Linked DNA regions of Macaca fascicularis: region 1 is linked to region 2. The links are chromatin contacts, called in public Hi-C maps. All regions are on one chromosome and are shown on one strand. The core of a region is the stretch at or near the end of the contact, and the rest is flanking DNA. Distances in the headings are between cores, read along the strand shown. Region 1 holds the start of MAF (MAF bZIP transcription factor). Region 2 overlaps WWOX (WW domain containing oxidoreductase).

The links. Hi-C and Micro-C count contacts between places; a contact is called where the count stands out from the background.
Region 1: a Hi-C map of liver shows a contact between it and region 2, with 3 times the contacts expected there. The contact joins the promoter of MAF here to the enhancer-like site in region 2. A contact is called at or near these places in 2 of 2 Hi-C or Micro-C datasets (liver and skeletal muscle).

What each region holds. Positions count from the first base shown.
Region 1 is chr20:75,514,297-75,519,348 of T2T-MFA8v1.1, forward strand. MAF (MAF bZIP transcription factor) reads right to left here and starts at 2,359. Exons shown (of 3, transcript XM_045381904.3): 1 at 1,133-2,359. The coding sequence starts at 2,250. It overlaps LOC135968882 (a long non-coding RNA gene), which reads left to right and starts at 3,301. Exons shown (of 2, transcript XR_010583897.2): 1 at 3,301-4,725.
Region 2 is chr20:74,427,406-74,432,529 of T2T-MFA8v1.1, forward strand. All of the region lies in intron 8 of WWOX (WW domain containing oxidoreductase), which reads left to right. Among named protein-coding and RNA genes, the nearest start is that of WWOX, 420 kb to the left of the region's middle. Within about 2 kb of position 1,691, at least 2 of the 6 cell types and tissues checked have an H3K27ac peak or open chromatin away from gene starts, as enhancers often do. A contact at or near this core is called in liver, where this site is marked.

The DNA of each region.
Region 1 (5,052 bases), core at 1,109-3,608, 1.1 Mb after region 2:
GAAGAAGGCTCTACGGTTGCACTTTTTTGTTCTGAACTCAAAAAAGTCATGAGGCAATAAAACAAAAGTATGAATGCCATGCTATAAGTCTTCGAACGTCCATTTCCAAGCCAAAAAGAAAAAAAAGGAAAAAATAATTATACCATACATGTCCAGCATGCAGGCTTTTTTTTTTTATTAATATAATGTCTCTTTTCCATAAAGTCTTTGAAACAGTTATAGTTCATTGTTGCTAAGACAAAGTAGCAAGCATAATAATGCATGAGATGAGAATGAGTTTTTTTAATGGCAGACTAAACTCTCAGATTTGGCATCACAAGGCCAAAACTCACAAGTCACACCCAGAAGGTTGATGCAGGCTTGATTGTGGAAGGTTCATGAGGATTTTTTTTTCTCTATTTTAGCATAACAATGCTAAAAAAAAACCCGATGGAACTCGGCACGCTGCAAGTCTATAACATTTCACATTTTTTTTTCCTTTGCAAGCTCAATCTCATATGAAGAACTCAGGAGAAGAAAAAAAAACTTTGCTTTTTTTTCTTTCATCTCGGAAGAGATGGTTTGAGAGGGAGTGAGGGTGGAGGTTGGAAAAAAGGGGGGCAACACAGCAAGCTCCAAAAGTAAAATAAAAAAAAACCAAACAAAATAAAACACACACACACACAGAAAATGAACACCAGTTCATGAACTGAAGGGGAAGAAGGAAAAAAAAAATATGTGAATGATGCAGGCTTCAAAGGTGAGCAACGTTTCACATGAAGAACTCTGCTGAGATCTTTGAACATTGTGCAAGTCCGGGGGTGGGGGGGGGGTGTAAAAAAAAAAAACAAGCTAGCAAGTTATGGAGAATTTCAGATTGGCAATCCATGAGCCAGACACCCATTCCCTCCCCAGTTTAAAACAGCCACCACCACCACAAACTCAAGCAGGGTGTGGGGTGTGTGTGTGTGTGTGTGTGTGTGGTGTGCATGCGTGTTTGTGTGTCTGTAGGGGGCCAAGGGGGCCAAACTCGGTGAGGGTGGGGGGCGAGGTGGTGGTGAGCATGGCTCTGGAACTAGCAAGCCCACACCCGAGTCGGACCCCCGCGGAGCACTTATCAGGGTGGCTAGCTGGGATCGCGTGTCAGACTCACATGAAAAACTCGGGAGAGGACGGGTTGTCGCTGCTCGAGCCGTTTTCTCGGAAGCCGCTGCTCACCAACTTCTCGTATTTCTCCTTGTACGCGTCCCTCTCGCGCACCAGCCTGGAGATCTCCTGCTTGAGGTGGTCGACTTGCTGCAGCAGCTGGTTCTTCTCCGACTCCAGGACGTGTCTCTGCTGCACCCTCTTGAAGCGGCAGGACTGGGCATAGCCGCGGTTTTTCAGGGTCCGCCTCTTCTGCTTCAGCCGGATCACCTCCTCCTTGCTGACCCCGCGCAGCTGCCGGTTCAGCTCGCGCACCGACATGGTCACCAGCTGCTCGTCGGAGAAGCGGTCGTCGAAGTGCAGGCCGCCGGCTGCGTGGTGCGGGTGCAGGGCGCCCCCCGCCCCCGCCGCGCCCCCGCCGCCTCCGCCGCCGCCGCCGCCGCCGCCGCCCCCGGCGCTGGCCGGGCCACCGCCGCCCGCGCCCCCCGCGCCACCGGCCGAGGCGGACGCGCCGCCCGCGGCGCCGGGCGCGCCGGCCGTCGGGTGGTGGTGGTGGCCGGCGGCGTGGTGGTGGTGGTGGTGGTAGTGCGGGCCCGCGCCGCTCTGCGCGGCGGCTGCGGCGATCACGGCGGACACCACGGCGGCGGCGGGGCCCATCTCCTCGCCGCTGCCGCCCAGGGAGGCTCCGGCGCCGGCCCCGGCCGCCGCGGCCAGCTGCTGCGCCCCGCGCGCGTAGCCATCGAAGCCGCCCTGGAGCTGGTGGCTGTTGCTGATGAGCGCCTCGACCGCGTCCTCGGGGCTGAAGCCCAGCGCCTCGGGGTTCAGCTGCTGCGGGTAGCCGGTCATCCAGTAGTAGTCTTCCAGGTGCGCCTTCTGCTCGCTGCCCGAGCCCGGGCTGGGCGCCGAGAAGCTGGGGGAAGGGGGCACCGAGCTGCACGGCGTGCTCATGGGGGTGGAGGACAGCGAGCCCCCGGCGATGAGACGGCCGCACTGGCTGATGATGCGGTCGGTCTCCACCGGTTCCTTTTTCACTTCAAACTTCATCAGATCGAAGTCATTAACATATTCCATGGCCAGGGGACTGGTGGGCAGGTCGGAGTTGCTCATTGCCAGTTCTGATGCCATTCTCCTGCCGCCGCCGCCGCCGCTCCGCCAGATGGGCTGCAGGAGAGGGGCCAGCGGGCTGTGCTGGGTGGCCAGCGGGTGAGCCAGCTTGCCGGGCTGGGGCGCTTCTAGCTCGCGCGGCGGTGGCTGGCCCGAAACCTCCGAGCGCGCTCACACACACCCCCCCCGCCCTGCCCGCGCCCCCCGCGCCCGCCCTCCCTCCCCCCTGCTCACGCCAATGTGCTCCCTCGCTCGCCCCGGCCCCTCCTTGCTCGCTCGCCTCCTTGCGCGCAGAGCCGGCGGCTTCAGGCTCGGGAAGGTCCTCCGCGGGCTGCGGTGGCGGCGGCGGCGGCGGCGAAGCTGGAGGAGCCCGGCCCGGTGCGCGGCGTCCCCCGCTCGCCGCTCCGCTGCGCGCTTTGCATAAGGAAGGGCTCGCCTCGCCGGCCCGGGCTGCAGGCAGGGCGCGCGCGGCGGCCGCTCGGGGCTGGAGGCGCGGCGGGCGTCTGTCCGGGCGGCGCGGGCCTTGGCACCGGGGAGTTAACACTTCATGCTTCTCGCCTCCTCTTCTGCTTGGCTCTCTTTATTATTTTTTTTCTTTCCTCTCTCTCTCTTTCTCGCTCTCTCTCCCTCGCGCGCTCTCTCCCTCTGTGCAAAGTGCAAGGCAGAGGTGCAGCCCGACTGGAGGAGAGGGAGGGGGGAGTTTAGTTCTTTCTTGCTTTTTTTTTTTAAAAAAAGCAAAATAGCGAAGTCCTGGGGAAAGACAAGGCAGGGAGCAAAGGGGGGAGGGGGAGGCCAAGCCGACAAGCAGCCCGAGCTACAGCTCGAAGATGAAAAAAGATTTTAAAGCCTCTGATCCAGCAAGAAGAGTTTAAAGCAATTGCTGAGTTTTATAGCACTCGTGACGTCAGGTCCAAATGAGAAATTGACTGGCACTCCGGGCCAATGGGAGGCGGCGAGAGCGGCCGCGATTAGCATAATAGTATAGAAACAAGGAAACTTTTCGGAGCTGTCAATCAGGGCCCAATCAGCTGACTGTCAGCTGGGACGGGCTGGCTTAACCCTTCCTGCGCCGCTGCCTACCCGGGAGGGAACGAGGCCCGGCCCAAAGTTTGGTGTAAGAGGGGAGGGAGTTTTTCCAGAGGGGCTTCGGCAACCCGGGCGGACTTGGAAGGACGGTTTGCTTTTCTTTGGAGCGCGAGACAGGCCTTCCATCGGAGCCCCAGCTCGCCAGGGGCTCGCTTGGCTGGGATTGGCCTGATTCCCCTCCCTTGCCTGCCCTCCACTCCTAGAATTATGAATTCGCCTCCCAGCTTTTCCTCCTCGCACCACCTCTGGCACCCAGGTGTCTGCCGGGGGACCTTCCTTCCCTGAGCCTGGCCGTGCCCGGCGCTCAAACTTGGCCGCAACTCTTTGTCCCTCTCTCGGGCGGCCGGGGAGGGGAAGGGACCGGGAAGCGAGGGATGAGCTGGGGTGTCCGGATCGGGGCTGCGGGCTGGACGCTGCCCCGCCGTGCGCCTGCCCGGAATGCTGTGAGTCCGTGGAGAGAGAAAGCCCATTTTATCACTCTCTTTAAAAGGAGGTAAAATAAGTTGGTTAGAGGCCATTCTTCACGGGGACTGGCTGCCCGCTGGCGTCGCGTGCCCTTGGACGGACCGAGCGCCTATGCGAGATAACTCCAGGGAAGCTCAAAGTCAGGTCAGCCGGGCTCAGCCCTCCGGCTCCTAACTGGCCAGAGTTTGGCCTTTGAGACTCAGATTGCGCCCTCTCTCTCTCTCTCTCTCACACACACACACACACACACACTCTCTCTCACACTCACCCATCCCCTTACGAAATCTGACCTCTGTTTATCAGGGTCAGGCGCGCCCTTTGCACTTTTACGTTTCCTTTAATTATTTCGGACTTGATCGTGGCGGGGAGCAAGGGGGAAAAACAATATCCCAGCCCTCACCAGCTCCCCTCGAAGGGTTAAATTTTAAACCGCGGTTTCTGGAACTAGCCCGGAAACCCAGAGTTGGGGGGGGGGAGGTGGGCTGGGGGAGGCTGCTCCCCCCACCCCAGTTGCAAATGCTAATAAGTAGTTCAATTTTCTAGATCGATTCTGTTAAAGTGTATGCAAAAAAGAAATAAAAAAGAAAGAAAAAGAAAAGAGAAAGAAGAAAACCAACAACTAACTCTGTTTCTAAGATTTTAAAGCGATAGGCAAGTCGAAGAAGCAGAGATTTATTTGGAGAGAAAGCTCCTGAAACCGACCCGGCCTTTGGAAGACCAGTCCGCCTGCTTAGAAGTTGGGACTGTTGATTCCTTCAATTAATGAAATGCATTTGGTGTTGTTAATCGTATTTATTTTACTTTATGGGCGGGGGGGTGGGGGGAGACTCTAGGAGGGTGCATTAAAAAAAAAAAATTCTGAAAAGCCTGCAAAAAGACCGAAGCGTGGAAACTATTGTTGGAGCGAGTTGGTTTTTACCTCAACAGCGCCACCTTTCGGCAAAGGTCAGTTGAAATTGATCCGTGTCCAGTTTTGTCGATGAAGTGAAAAGCAGCTGGTTACCCAATGTGGAAGGAGGAAAGAGGCACAGAAAGTTAGTTTGACTGAAGTGGGAGAACCCGACTCTATAGGAAAGGGGCCGAAGAAAGTGCTGGCAGATGCAGGGATCATTTTTGCCCCTCCTCTTCTTGATTGTTGACAAAGAGGCCAGGGGATACAGACACCCTCCAGGTGTAATTTCTGGCTGAGACCTTTGCAAGCGGATCCCCATGTAACAGGGCCCCAAACCCTTTAAAAGTGCCAGGAGGGATTTTCAACGGGCTTTATGGCAA
Region 2 (5,124 bases), core at 441-2,940:
CTGTGGTAGGCAACAGCTGGATTATTTACTTTCTAGAACATCTCGAGTTCTTAATCTGAGCAGTTTAGAAACCTAACCCACATTAATTAATATGAATAATGACTGGGAAGCGTTGCAGGGCTCCCAGGAGAAGAATGTATATATGCATATGTTTTTGTATATGCTTATATGCCTTTGTGCATGAAAGGAGATAAATGGTGTATTTCACACAGTTCCTTCTCCTCCACTAAGGGCTATTATTGTTCCTGAATTTTTCTGAGCCGCCGAAGCACAATCGGGTTTAGAGCGTTCACACCAGACAGCCCCCACTCTTCAGAACTTCAAATCTAAAGATCTTTTAAATACACAGAACTTATTTTTGAAAGCTGTGGCCCATCCCAAATGAATTCCAATTCTCAGCCTCTAAAATGCCTGGAGTGAGAAAACAGAGAATATTGTTCTTTTCTGTTTATATTACTTCATACTGAGTTAACACACTTGCCAAGAGTCCGAGGCAGCTTCTGGCTTGACAATGCCTTCTTTAACTAGCCTAGTTTCTAGAATAAAGTGAGGGTCCACCAGGCCTTCTCAGTGGGGCTCAGGACACCCTGAGATGGAAGAGACTGGAGAAAGCCAATCTGTTTCTCCCTGATAATCATCTTCCTTTTTTAAGGCTTCGTACCTAGATTTGGCCTGGGCAGCCAAGGGAGTCTGTTCCAGCATTGGATACCTAGACCCTGCTGGGCTCCAGAGAGCTGCTGGGCTACAGCTCCCAGTGCCCTACCTCTTGGGGCCAGCCGGCCTCACCAAAAAATCAGGCTTCTGGCTTGTTCCAAACTCAGGAAGTTGCTGGGAAGTCTGGCTAGCAACACCCTCGTTCCCAGTCCTGGCCATGCCTCTCGGCTCTCGCTAGCGCAGGGAGCACGCAGGCTTAAGGCTGGAAGAAACCCCAAGCGTTTGGCCAGGAAGAGGCAACTAGTTCCAGCTGGCCCGTGTACGACGCTTTAAAAATGACCCAGATGATCTGATTTTGTAGAGAGAGTGGGTGGAGAGGACTCCAGGGCCATGGAGGAAGATTCGGCCTTTCTCTCCCCAATCATGAGCAATGTGATTTGGAGAGAGAAGGACCCGGTTGGCTCTGCAAACCGCATTTCCTTGGCTGAACGCCAGAGGAGAGAAATGATCCGGCAAGAAGACAACGCCATCCCCGGTCAGCCCCTTCCAGACCCTTGCTCTCCTGGACCTTCTGTCGAGTATCGGGTTGGTGGGTGCCCAAGAGCTCCTCGCTTGGCCAGCAGGGGCTGCCTAGAGAAGGAGAGGACAGGCTTCGACTTTTTGGGTAGTGGCTTCTGTGGATGTGAAAAGACTACATCAGAAAGAGGAGGCAGCCCTCCAAACATAACTTGGCCTCTTCGTTCTCCCTGTGGACACACAGGCTATGTTCTGCTGGCCAAGAGCCCAAGCGTGTTCTTGGTGCACGCTGACATTCTATATGGCTTTTGCCTCGGAAACGCATCTGGTCAGTGACTTAGCCACTCTATAAAAATGAAGAGTAGAGCTCGAGTGCTTATAACATGTCATTTTTAACCAAGAAAGAAAGAAAAATGAAAGAGCCTGAGCATTCTTTGGATCCCCTCCACCCCCAGCAGGTATATTCACAGTCTCCAAGACTGCCCTGCCCACTCGCGTGTTTATGGCCCGGTGAGACCGCACCCTCCTTTTCCGGAAGCAGGGACACAGAATTCCCCAAGTGGGAAGAGCTTTGGAGTGGAGGCTGTTCAAAGTTCTGTGGTGATTAATTATTACCTACCCAAGGTCTGGTCATTGCTATGCTTTGAGTTCTTTTCAGGCTCAAGGTCTGTTCCTTTTTTTTTTTTTTTTTTTTAGATGGTCTCACTCTGTCCTCCAGGCTGGAGTGCAGTGGAACAATCTCACTATACTCACTGCAACGTCTGGCTCCGGGTTCAAGTGATTCTCTTGCCTCAGCCTCCCGAGTAGCTGGAACTACAGGCACTGGCCCCAAGCCTGGCTAATTTTTTGTATTTTTAGTAGAGACGGGGTTTTACCGTGTTGGCCAGATTGGTCTCAAACTCCTGACCTCAAGTGATCCTCCCGCCTTGGCTGCCCAAGGTGCTGGGATCACAGGCGTGAGCCACTGTGCCCAGCCCCAGGGTCCCTTCTAATCTGTGCTGTTGTCATAAACCCTAGAGAAGCCAGATCTTTCTAGCAAGAACAACATCATCCCAAATGAAGTGACAGACTTTGCTAGTGTTCTTGTATTGATTCAGCCAACAGAGAACAAATGAAAAGAATCAGGATTCTATTGAGACAGAACGTGAGTAATTTCTGAGTGTTGACTATTTTTAAAGACAAGATTAGCAGTAATACATAAACATAAATAAGATTTTTTTCCCCAGCCAAGAACCATAGATGAGATTTCACATTGAAAATGTAAATTGTGCCTAGGCAACATCAATGCTTATTTTAAGCAACTGACCCTTGGGATAAAAATAAAAAGTCGAAAGGAAACAAACAATGCTACTGACAAGTGATAGAATATTCTAGTTTATATCTCAGTTATTTTACAGCTCTGGCGTTTCCAGGGAACACTTTAGAATACTTCTAGTCCGGTTGGTCCATAAAAAGCTGTCTGTGTTTTTATATTTTGAAAATACATGCAGAGAGGCCTACCGCGTGTTATATAAGGCATCTTATCCATGAGTCAACAGGCATGCAACATCAATGTCACACACATATCACCCCCACTCGACATCCTTTGAGAAATGCCTCGGTCCCATCTCCAGCCAGATAAGCATTGCACCTCTTGGCATGCGTTCTTACCTATTGAGGATATGTTTGAATTCTAATATGGTAGAGGAGGAAACACAGCCTTACTGTGCTGTGTGCTGAGTACAGAGCCATTCTCCGCATCCCGCCTTGATTAATAAGGCGTGAAAAATCCTCTGAATTTGCACCTGTTCAGACAAGCTTGTCCATGCCATGGCCCATGGGTCGCATGTGGGCCAGCACAGCTTTGAATGTGGCCCAGGACATATTCGTAAACTTACTTAGAACATGAGATTTATGCACGGCCCTTTTGTACGTGTACTGTGGTGGTTTTTGTTTTTTGGTTGTGTGTGTGTGTGTGTGTGAGAGAGAGAGAGAGAGAGAGAGAGAGAGAAAGAGAGAGAGCCTTGCTCTGTCACCCAGGCTGGAGTGTAGTGGCGTGATTTGAGCTCACTGCCTCCTCTGCCTCCCAGGTTCAAGCAATTCTCCCTGTCTCAGCCTTGCTAGTGTCTGAGATTACAGGTGCCTGCCACCAAGCTTTGCTAAATTTTGCATTTTTTTTTTTAGTAGAGACAGGGTTTCACCATGTTGGCCAGGCTGGTCTTGAACTCCTGACCTCAGGTGATCCTCCTGCCTCAGCTGCCCAAAGTGCTGCGATTATAGGCGTGAGCCACTGTGCCCGACATTTTTTTTTTTTTTTTTTTTTTGATGCTCATCAGCTATTGTTAGTGTTAGTGTATTTTATTTGTGGCCCGAGACCATTCTTCTTCCAGTGTAGCCCAAAAGATTGGACGCCCGTAAGCAAAAACAACACAGCCATCTAGCTGCAAGACGTAGCTACTTGCTCTGCAGAACATGGTTGGCCAACCTGGCCTTGACATCGGGGTGTCTCTGCGTTCTCTAGACCTCACACCCAGTCCCTATTCTTAGGTTTTATTTCTCAAACCAGGTTTTGCCTCACAAATGACAGCAAATGATTCAGAGTGCAATGATGTTGCTCATTTCTGGTAAGTCATTGAAAGCTGACCGTGCCCTCCATTTCAAAGCAGCAGAAGAAAAGCTGGTGGTCGTGGAGAAAGAATTGGGAAGCAGAGCATGAATGCTGGGAGGCTGCTGTGGTCTGCAGATCTGAGCACTGTGCCTGCAGCCGATGTCTCTCGACAGGGCTGATCTGGTGGCTAGGGTGCCCTTGTCAGGTGGGGTGGTAACTGTTTCCTGTCTCTCCTTTGTCTCTGTCAAACCCACCAACTCCTTTCAGGAACGCAGATATTTAATTATCTTTTGCTGTTACATCTGCAGCACGTATTGGCTGGCTGTTCAAAAGTATCCTCTCTAGGCAAATAACGAGATTTTGCCAGCAGGATGTCCTGTTAAAGGTGTGCATGTGTAGACACATGTGTGTGCATACATACCTGCCTGCCCTTGCACAGTGGACACTGTTTCCAGTGTGTGGTGAGGCCCTCCCCTCATGTAGAACAGGACGGGACAATGACAAGGTTATTCAATTAATTACTGAAGCTTGCTGGGCATGGTGGTTGACGCTTGTGATCCCAGCACTTTGGGAGGCTGAGGCAGGTGGATCACCTGAGGTGAGGAGTTTGAGACCAGCCCGGACAACCTGACAAAACACCATCTCTACTAAAAATACAAAAAGTAGCTGGGTGTGGTGGCACATGCCTGTAATCCCAGCTACTTGGGAGGCTGAGGCAGGAGAATCGCTTGAATACGGGAGGCAGAGGCTGCAGTGAGCTGAGATTGCACCATTGCATTCCAGCCTGGGCGATGGAGCGAGACTCAGTCTCAAATAATAGTAATAATAATAATCGCAGCTCAATACTCTGTAGCCATTTTACTGCATGTGGCTATTAGCTGTGCTCTTGCGGTATCTAGGTCTGTTGTGTCCATACGGTGGAGTGTTTGCAGACGCTATGACGGTGCGCAGTGCTCCGCATTCATCTTGGGAGCTGAAAAGCAGCTATGGCAGGACTGTTTACACCGTGGAAACAGGCAGAAACTACTGATCAAGCCTTCTTTGTTTTGTTTATTTTGTCTTGACTTACAAAGTGATTACAATGATAGTAATACAGATTAAATTGAAGAGTAAAGTGCCTATAAACCACTACACTATGAACAGTATGAAAAATTGAGGAGGCCATGTGGCTCACGAATTCAGCACTTTGGGAGGCCGAGGCAGGAGGATCACTTGAGCCCAGGAGTTTGAAACCAGCCTGGGCAACATAATGAGACTCCATCTCTGAATTAAAAAAAAAAAAAAGAAAAATTAGCTGGCTTGGTGGCACATGCCTATAGTCCCAGCACTGGGGAGGCTGCAGTGAGCCGTGATTGTGCCACTGCACT